Linked DNA regions of Rattus norvegicus: all the other regions are linked to region 3. Evidence: chromatin contacts called from public Hi-C data. All regions are on one chromosome and are shown on one strand. Each heading gives the region's core, a stretch centred on a gene start, on an enhancer-like site or on the middle of the called end of the contact. The rest is flanking DNA. Distances are from core to core; before and after follow the strand shown.

Region 1 (2,922 bases), core at 329-2,828, 46 kb before region 3:
GAACTCTACCACTGTGAAAAAACAGCAACCTATTTTTTTTTAAAGTTTTTAGACTTCTTTATCTTATTCCGTATGTATAAGTGTGTTGGGCATGTGTGTGTAGCATGTGTCTGGTGCTCAGGGAAGTTAGAAGACAGGATCTCCTGGAATGAGTTATAATTGGTTATGAATCATCATGTGGTGCTGAGAACAGAAGCAAGATCCTCTCTGCAAGAGCAGCAAATGCCCTCATCCCCGGGCCGTGTCTTAGCCCTCATACACCGGGAGCCAGAACGCAGCATTCTTCCCTTAAGGTGCGTCCATCAGTTTTTCCTCAGCAAATGAGAAAGTACCTGAACCACTTTCTCTCCATGATTCTCATCCATCTCAGGGTTTAAATCCTGGCCTTGGCACATTCCTGTTTGCTCCGGCTGACTCCTGAGAGCGGCTCCTTCAGTCTCTGCACTACTGGCCTTGTGGCCTCAATGGTGGGCTGAGACTTGGCCCCTGCAGGATGCTTAGCAGCCCCACCCTACCCTACCCCCCCCCCCGGCCTCCGAGCACCAGATGCCAGTAGCTCTCTTTGACTTAGAGATGGCACCGGAAATACCTCCCTGCATCGCTGATTGAAGAAGGAGCCCTTTTATTTCGAAAAAGCTAATGGTGCTGGCAGGAAACGGTGTCCCAAGCCTAATGACTGTAAAGAATTAGAAGTGGGACTTATTCATTCAGTCACCTATTTGGAGTTTACTAGGGGCCAGCGGGGTTGAAGGAGCAGAGGGCCAAGCCGTGAAAGATGTGAGAATGAGCAGCCGAAGGAGAAGCGGCTGGACAGTTTGCAAAAAATGGTGAAGGCAGAACAAGGGAGAAAGTGCAGACGCGCCTTCTAGGCTCCGCCCCACAGTTGCCTGGCAACGGCCAGGCGTGCTTGACTCACCATCAAAGGGGCTGCTTGCCCCCTCCTCTCTTGCTCTCTTACTCTCTTCCCCCCTCTGTCCCCTTTCTCCTCGCTCCCCTCCCACCTCTCCACTTGCTCATGGCCAGCCCTACTACTCTCTCTCTCTCTCTCTCTCTCTCTCTCTCTCTCTCTCTCTCTCTCTCCTCCCCATGCCCTAAATAAACTCTATTCTATACCGTCCTGTGACTGGTATCTCAGGGGGAAGGGAGGCCTCAGCATGGGCCCACAGAGTCACCCCCTTTCCCCACATCATACTGCACCTCCACCAAACATATCCCTGACTTCTTTTTCGTTTTTATAAAACACAACAGAAAGTGGAAGCAGAGGACACAGAGGTGAGGCTGAAGAAGCTTAGGCATCTGTATAACACTAGACAAGAGAAGTTCCTTATGGCTGGAACAGAGAACACGGCTGAGCCTTTGGGGGCCAGGGCCTCAGACACCCCAGGATAAGGAGCTGTAATAGTAGTCACCGTCAAGGGTAGAGGAATCTTGATACCCAGGCCTACCTAGGGACTGTGATTCCTCCTGTCTTCAAGAGTTAAGGAATCCAGAATTCTTAGCACCCAAACAAATGGGTACCATCCAAGGGCAAAGCAGGATCTCTAACACTAGAGGGCATCACCTGCTGCTTTCGCCTTTATTCATAGGAAGCCACAAAAGCTGCCAAAGCCCAGAGTCTCCTCACCGGTTCACTGTGTGGGGAAAGATAAAGACTGCAGGCAGACTGATAGGTGACAGAGGAGCAGCAACAGATGATTGTAGCCCAGTCGGTAAGCTGTGTACAGAAGATTCACCCTTCCCATGTCAGGAGGCATCTGCCCTCCTTAGGTCTCTATTGCTGTGATAACCAACACTGGTCAGAAGCAACTCAGGAAGAAAAGGACTTACAGGTTACATTGTCATCCAGGAAGTCAGAGCAGGAGCTCAAGGGAGGAACCTGGAGACAGGTACTGGAGCAGGGGCAGTGGAAGAACGCTGCTTACTGGCTTACTCCTCATGGCTTGTTCAACCTGCTTTCTTTTTTTTTTTTTTTTTCTTTTTTTCGGAGCTGGGGACTGAACCCAGGGCCTTGCGCTTGCTAGGCAAGTGCTCTACCACTGAGCTAAATCCCCAACCCCCAACCTGCTTTCTTATAGTACCCAGGGTCACCAGTCCTAACACCACCTCCAGTGCAAATAGAACCTAAGAGCAGGAGAAAGGCAGGTTTGCTTCCCACCTCTTGTCTCTGTCCTTTCTCCTCTCTTCCCTCCCTCTCCTCCTATTCTCTCTCTCTCTCTCTCTCTCTCTCTCTCTCTCTCTCTCTCTCTCTCCATTCCCCCTCCCACTCCCTCTTCCCAGATCTAGGACATTAATCTCAGATATGGGAGGTCCTGGTTTGGGGGACTTCAGAATTTACATTGGCCACACCTCCATCCCAGTCCACCACTTAAGCCTCAGACTGTTGGTGAACCTAGTATTCAGGATTGAAAGCTAACACTGATTTTTCTATTATTAGATTTCCCTAGGTCTCCGGTTTCCAGAACCTTCTTAGCCTCTGAGATCACAGAATCTACACTCCTGTCTTAGCTAATGTTTTATTGCTGTAAAAAGACACCACGACCACAGAAACATCTACTAAAGAAACATTTAATCAAGGCTGGTTTACAGGTTCAGAGGTGTAGTCCATTCATCATGGCACGAAGCACGGTGGTGTACAGTCAGATATGGGGCTGGAGAAGTAACTTGAAAGTTCTACTATATCCGGATCTTAGAGCATCAGAAAGAGAGAGCCACTGGGCCTGGCTTGAGCTTTTGAAAGCCCCAGTGACACACTTCCTCCGACAAGTCTACACCTACTCCAGCAATGCCACACTTCTAGTGCCTCCCCAGTGGTACCACTTCCTAATGGGGCCGTTCTTATTCAAACAATCACAATCCCATAATATCCGCCCTCACACACAACCACCACATCTTCTTGCTTATGCTTTTCTGGGGACCTCTGAC
Region 2 (2,700 bases), core at 103-2,602, 62 kb before region 3:
CTCAGTCCCTCTTGTCACTCATAGTTCAGCAGGTTGCCCTTCAGGAGAGGTTACAGTAGGATTTTCTGCCAAGTGGTTGCAGTGTCTGCAGTGTGTGTATTGATACACACTGAGCTACTTGAATATGGAAGTAACCTGCCCGTCCTTCCCTTCTCCCCACCCCCCAACAGTGGACAAGGCGTTGTGAAACTGGATGTTCAGCCAAAGTGTGTAGCTGTTGGCCCTGGGGGATATACCGTGGTCGTGTGCATTGGACAGGTATGGTTAGCTACATTTTGTCCAGAAGTAGTGGGATATGAGATGTAATAGTTTCTGAATTCCACCCATGTCCTGATTTCCTTTTTCTGATACTGTGATAAAACACAGACCAAAACTAACCTGGGGAGGAAAGGTTTATTTGGCTTTTAATCTAGGTCATAGTTCATGATTGAGGACCAGCAGGGCAGGAACTCAAAGCAGGAACCCTAGAGGACCGCTGCTCACTGGTCTATTAAAGGCTTATGCTCAGTAGTCTTTCTTACCTATCCTAGGACTGCTTAGGGATGCTATCACGCTCAAGGAATTGGGGCCTCCTGAGTCAATTAGCAGACAAGACAGTGCCCCACAGGCCAATCCAGTTAAAGCAATTCTTCAGTCGAGGTTATGTCTTCCAGGTGGCTCCTACACTATGTCAAGTTGACAGAACCTGTAGCCAGGATTTTGTGCTGCAGGCTCATGCGGCTGTGCCTGTGGCTTCTCAGAGTCACTGCTCTTAGGCACAGGAAAAGGGCAGAGCTGGATAAGGGTCTGAGGCTCTCAGCTATGTGCTTTAGTCATTATCCTTCTTATCTTAGCCTTTCCCTGGTGGAGCTGTATGATTTGAACCAATTCCTGACCCTCTCTTAGCTCTTGAGGCTGGTCAGGAAGATACAGTTGTCCTACTCCTTGCATAGCTTAGCTGTTGAATGGCACTGCCACATGAGGATAAGGTGAAGCCCAGGCCACGTTAGGTTCTAACGCTGAAGTCCCTGCATACTTTTTCCTTTAGAGTGGCTAGAACAGAGCCCTCAGCTCACATCTGTGCCTGACCTACTTTGTGTAAAATTCTGCTTCACCACGTCATCTCTGCAAACCCAAGCATCCCATCATGTGGCTAGGGCCAGCAACTGACTAGTGGTTCCAGTTGGCATGAGTAATAGACCCTGCTGAAGAAAGGGCCATTCAGGAGCTCCCTGCCCCTCCCTGAAAAGAGAGTGGATTCTGTGTCCCAGATAATCAGATGTTCCTGCCAAATAATTACTACACTCAGTCTGGGCCAGCCAGAGGGCACACAAAGGAATGTGCTGCATGCAGTCAGTACCCTGGGCAGGCTACTTCTCTGGCAGCTCTGCCAGCCTTGTATCAGCACCTGGCCCTGGTGGACAGTGTATGAGGACTTACGACTTTCTATGGCAAGGCCTCAGACAGACACCTTGTCTCCCCACTTACTTCAACTGAGGTCATTGTGGCTGTAAGCTGACCCTGTTCTTGAGGCTGATCTGAAGAATTAGCCAAGGTAGGTGAAAGCAGGGACTCAGACTACCTGCCATGCAGAAGGTAATGGCAAATTCCTCTACAGTGTCCTAGCAGTTCAGGGCACCAGCTCCCACACAGAAGGGTTTTCACCGACTGGTGATGTCAGCAATGCCAAAACCTTTCCTCCGACTGAGCAGGCACCCTGCCAATACCAGGCCTTTCTGGTCCCTTTTGTTCCCTCTCTTAGTGCCCTATGCATATGTATACACCATGTTACCTGCTGGTTGTCGAGGACAATCCAAGGTCTGTGTGTGACCTGGACTCCTAATCAGCCGGTAGCTTAGTCAAGATGAGTCCACCACATTTCTCTAGAGCCCTGACAGTGGACACAGGGAAGTATCTGTCACTCAGCTAAATATGGCTGGCCCCAGCATGGCCGAGAGTGGTGTAGCCTTCTCCACACACACAGTTCCTACTTTTATTTTAAAGCAGCGTAGAACTTGCCGGTTGTCTCAGAGTAGTAGTGAGTCAAGTCCTTTCCTGGTGATTCTATCCCTTACCCTTCAGAGACCAGCACTTCACATGGTTCCGTCACTGAACATTTTCTCAAGTTCTGGCCATCAACTAACAGTAGCATAGTCCTGATGGGGAGGAAGGTAGTGCCTCCATCAAAAGGTTGAGACTGACCAAGGTTGTGGCTTAGAGCCAAGAGCCACTAACCAGAACTCGGTTTTCCTGCTGATGATCAGTGTCTCAAGGGTCCACTGATTTGACTACATCTTCCATGTCACAGATTGTCCTTCTGAAGGACCAGAAGAAATGCTTCAGCATCGACAACCCTGGCTACGAGCCTGAAGTTGTTGCTGTGCACCCTGGTGGGGACACAGTAGCTGTTGGTGGCTCGGTAAGGCCCTTTTCTTTATCCAGCGACCTTGGCATCTGATCTGGGGCTCAGAGAAGGCCAAGGCATTCAGTATATGCCAGACTCCCAAAGAAGTAAGCTCGAATGCTATGAAAGGATGGGCTTGCCAACAAGAGCAAGCAAAGAAGGCAAGGCTTCCTTCTCCCAGGTCCTCTATATAGGCTGCCAGTAGGAGGTGTGGCCAGATTAAAGGTGCATGTTCCTACCTCAGTGATCCATGTTAAAAGCAGATCTTCTCTCTCCAAGTGATTTAATTAAGAGGGGGGAGGAGAACCTCAGAGGTG
Region 3 (2,829 bases), core at 156-2,655:
GCACCCTCTCTGATAGAGCGCTCAGCTGCACTTGCATGTACGTATTGACCACCTGCATCCTGATGCCCTAGAGCTTGTCCAGTGGGAACCGGGGAAGTTTTAAGTTGGGTGGCGGTCACCTGATGCAATCTCAAACAAGGTTTTAATAGGTGATGAGGACTGTTGTTGCAGGGGGTGGGGGGGAGTACAGAGGGAAGCTGGCTAGTGGGTGAGGAAGGAGCCCATGACTGTGAAGTCCTTAGTGTGAAGGAGTGTGGCTGTCCCCCACTCTCTTCTGCTGACCCCTCCTGAACCTTAGGCCCCAGTCACATAGACTTTTTGTCTGTCCCCAGCATCAGCTATCTGTGCCTGCAGGAGGTGTCCCTGACTGATGACTAGCAGGTTAAGCAATCACCTGAGCTCTGTGAATCCCTGGCTGAGAACTAAGGCTGGTTTCTCTTGCCTGGGGTGGTTCCTGGTTCCCCCGGACAGCATTGTCTCCTTGCATTACACAAGACAGCACTGTCTCCTCTGGGACTGGATGCCTTCGGGTGCACGGGACAATCATGTCCCCAGTAGTTTCCCCTCTCACATTCTTTATCTCCATGTGTCCTTTCTACTACACACAGTTTCTCAGAGTCTTGTGTGGGGACTTGAACCCTGCCCCTCACCTCCTACGCATTCTTCATCCATCAAGCCCACTTCTGTCCCCTCCCAGCCTCTCAGAGCACAGAGTTCATGCAGCCTGTTCTGACTGTGGCTCACTGAAGACACTTCTCTGACTGACCCTGGAGCAAACTGGCCACAGAGTGAATTGATTCTCAGGCTATCCTGGTGTGTACAAGGTCATTGCCTCTTTATGTTTTTATTGGGACCGCTGGGACCACCCGACGTTGCTGCGCGCCGCTCTGCCCGTTTGCTCTTTGAGCAGCAGAACTGACTCTGCAGGACAATTAGAGAGAGATCAATATTTCATTTTGCCCTGGCAGAATGCAAGCTCAGATCACTCTCAAGACTTGCCCGTGGACACAGTTAAGAGGAAGAGTCAGCACTGGAACCTACCCAGCTTCTAAGGAGAAAGCCAATGAGTGACCTTTGGCCTTAACTCTTAGGAGGTTTCTCTGGGGTTCGTGCTGGCTGCCCCAACCAGAGTTCTGGCCTTGTTAGAGAGCGTGTGTGTGTGGGGGGGGTGGGGGTGGGGGGGCAAACAAAACAAAATGAAACCAAAGAAACCTTGGGTGTGACTGCGGGGAGAGCAGCTGCCCCAGTTGCTTAGGAGCAGGGGAACAACGCTGCTGGCTTCCTGTTCAGGCATGATCGCATAGCCACACTTCCTGCTCTGCCCTCCTTCCTGTGGACTCTGCCTCCTCACTGCAGAGATGCCCTGGCAAGTCCAGGGTCCTGGAGCCAGGAAGAAAAAAAAAACATGGATGCCAGGGAGCTTGCCCTAGCTTCCCTGATACATGACACCAGTGGCCCTGGGGAGCCGCCTGTGGGGCCACCTGTGGGGCGCCGGGGCTGGCGGCCGAGGAGGACAAAGGTAAATGCAGAGTGGCTTCTGTCCTGTGGGAAGTGCAGGCCTGGGTGGCTGCTGCGGGGTAGCGCTCAGCCTGTCTGGCAGCTACGGAGCCTGACACTTGGGAGCAGGAAGGCTGGAGTTTGAATTCTGTACTCCCTCCTGTTGCCCTTCGCTCTCTACCACCCCTGGCGTCCTGTTACAGCACCGAGGATGAGGTTCTGGTGGACAGCTGCCTCACGCTTGCTCAGGGCTGGCCGTCTTTTCTTTCCTAAGGCAGGCACAAACAGTAATGCTTTCGGTCACAGGTTTTTCTTCCCTGGGATCAGTGGGAAGAAGCGTGTGTGTGTGTGTGTGTGTGTGTGTGTGTGTGTGTGTGTGTGTGTGTGTGTGTAACCAGTCGGAAGAAGTGGGGGCAGGCTACACAAGAACAGTGAACCAACAGGCCACAGAGAAGCAGGGAGCCACCCTTTCCCCCAGAAGAGCGGCTGAGGCAGGAGATGACTTCCATTTGCCGTTCTCCCTTGCCTACCAGGAAACTTCCAGATGTGATGGGAGTAGTCCACCCTTAAGAAGCTCAGACTTGAGAGCCAGGGGGAGGAGGCAGGGTCTAGAAAAGAGGCTCAATATAGCTGGTGCCAGGCAGTTCAGGGGAAATGTTCTCTGAGCTCAGACCTGGATGGTACTTAAAGGAGAAAAGATGATGGAGATGGAGTACTTTTTAAGAGAGATCTGTTCAGTGAATCCTGTTCGACTCAAACTCCCACTAGTGCTTTCGGAGCTGTTTCATTTGGCAATGCCTATTCCTGAAGTGACGACCCCACCTCATCTTCCACCATGCCACCAGCACCTACCCAGGGCTGCCTCAGCAGCAGGCTTGGCACCAGACTCAGGAGACACGCAGCATAGCCCCAGCCCTCAGGATAAGCCCCACCCTCCGGAACCTGACACAGGACATGTGCCAGTGCCAGGCTCTCTTCTTCTTGTGCAATCCCCTTACGATGTAGATTCCCATTGTGAAGATGAGGAAGCTGGCCAAGGAGTGGCCATGTGACTGGCCAAAGCTTATACTGTGGAAGCTACAGGGTTAGGATCCAGAGTTGAATCAGAGATAAATATGAGAGATGAGGGGAGGCACATGGGTGGCTTTCGGGAGGCTTTTCAGAGGTAGGGGCTTTGACAATGGGTCTCGGGTAATGAGAGAGCCTCTAGGACTTTGGGTGGGGAGAGCTAAGATTGTCTGTCTTGCCAGAGGGTGAACCAGAGGGAAGTAAAGAGAGGAAGTAAAAGAGGATCTCTCTCTCCCTCTCCCCTCTCTCTCCTCCTTTTTTCCT

Evidence for each region. Hi-C and Micro-C count contacts between places; a contact is called where the count stands out from the background.
Region 1: a Hi-C map of the A7r5 cell line shows a contact between it and region 3, with 1.8 times the contacts expected there. The contact joins the enhancer-like site here to the promoter of Slc2a9 in region 3. A contact is called at or near these places in 6 of 12 Hi-C or Micro-C datasets (the A7r5 cell line, Schwann cells, hepatocytes and 3 more).
Region 2: a Hi-C map of Schwann cells shows a contact between it and region 3, with 3 times the contacts expected there. The contact joins the enhancer-like site here to the promoter of Slc2a9 in region 3. A contact is called at or near these places in 2 of 12 Hi-C or Micro-C datasets (Schwann cells and liver).

Annotation. Positions count from the first base shown.
Region 1 is chr14:76,513,808-76,516,729 of GRCr8, forward strand. No RefSeq gene overlaps it. Among named protein-coding and RNA genes, the nearest start is that of Wdr1, 45 kb to the left of the region's middle. Within about 2 kb of position 1,579, at least 3 of the 93 cell types and tissues checked have an H3K27ac peak or open chromatin away from gene starts, as enhancers often do.
Region 2 is chr14:76,497,714-76,500,413 of GRCr8, forward strand. Wdr1 (WD repeat domain 1) reads left to right here. Exons shown (of 15, transcript NM_001014135.1): 11 at 171-258; 12 at 2,288-2,398. Among named protein-coding and RNA genes, the nearest start is that of Wdr1, 29 kb to the left of the region's middle. Within about 2 kb of position 1,353, at least 67 of the 93 cell types and tissues checked have an H3K27ac peak or open chromatin away from gene starts, as enhancers often do. A contact at or near this core is called in Schwann cells and liver, where this site is marked.
Region 3 is chr14:76,559,550-76,562,378 of GRCr8, forward strand. Slc2a9 (solute carrier family 2 member 9) reads left to right here and starts at 1,406. Exons shown (of 12, transcript NM_001191551.1): 1 at 1,406-1,519. The coding sequence starts at 1,406.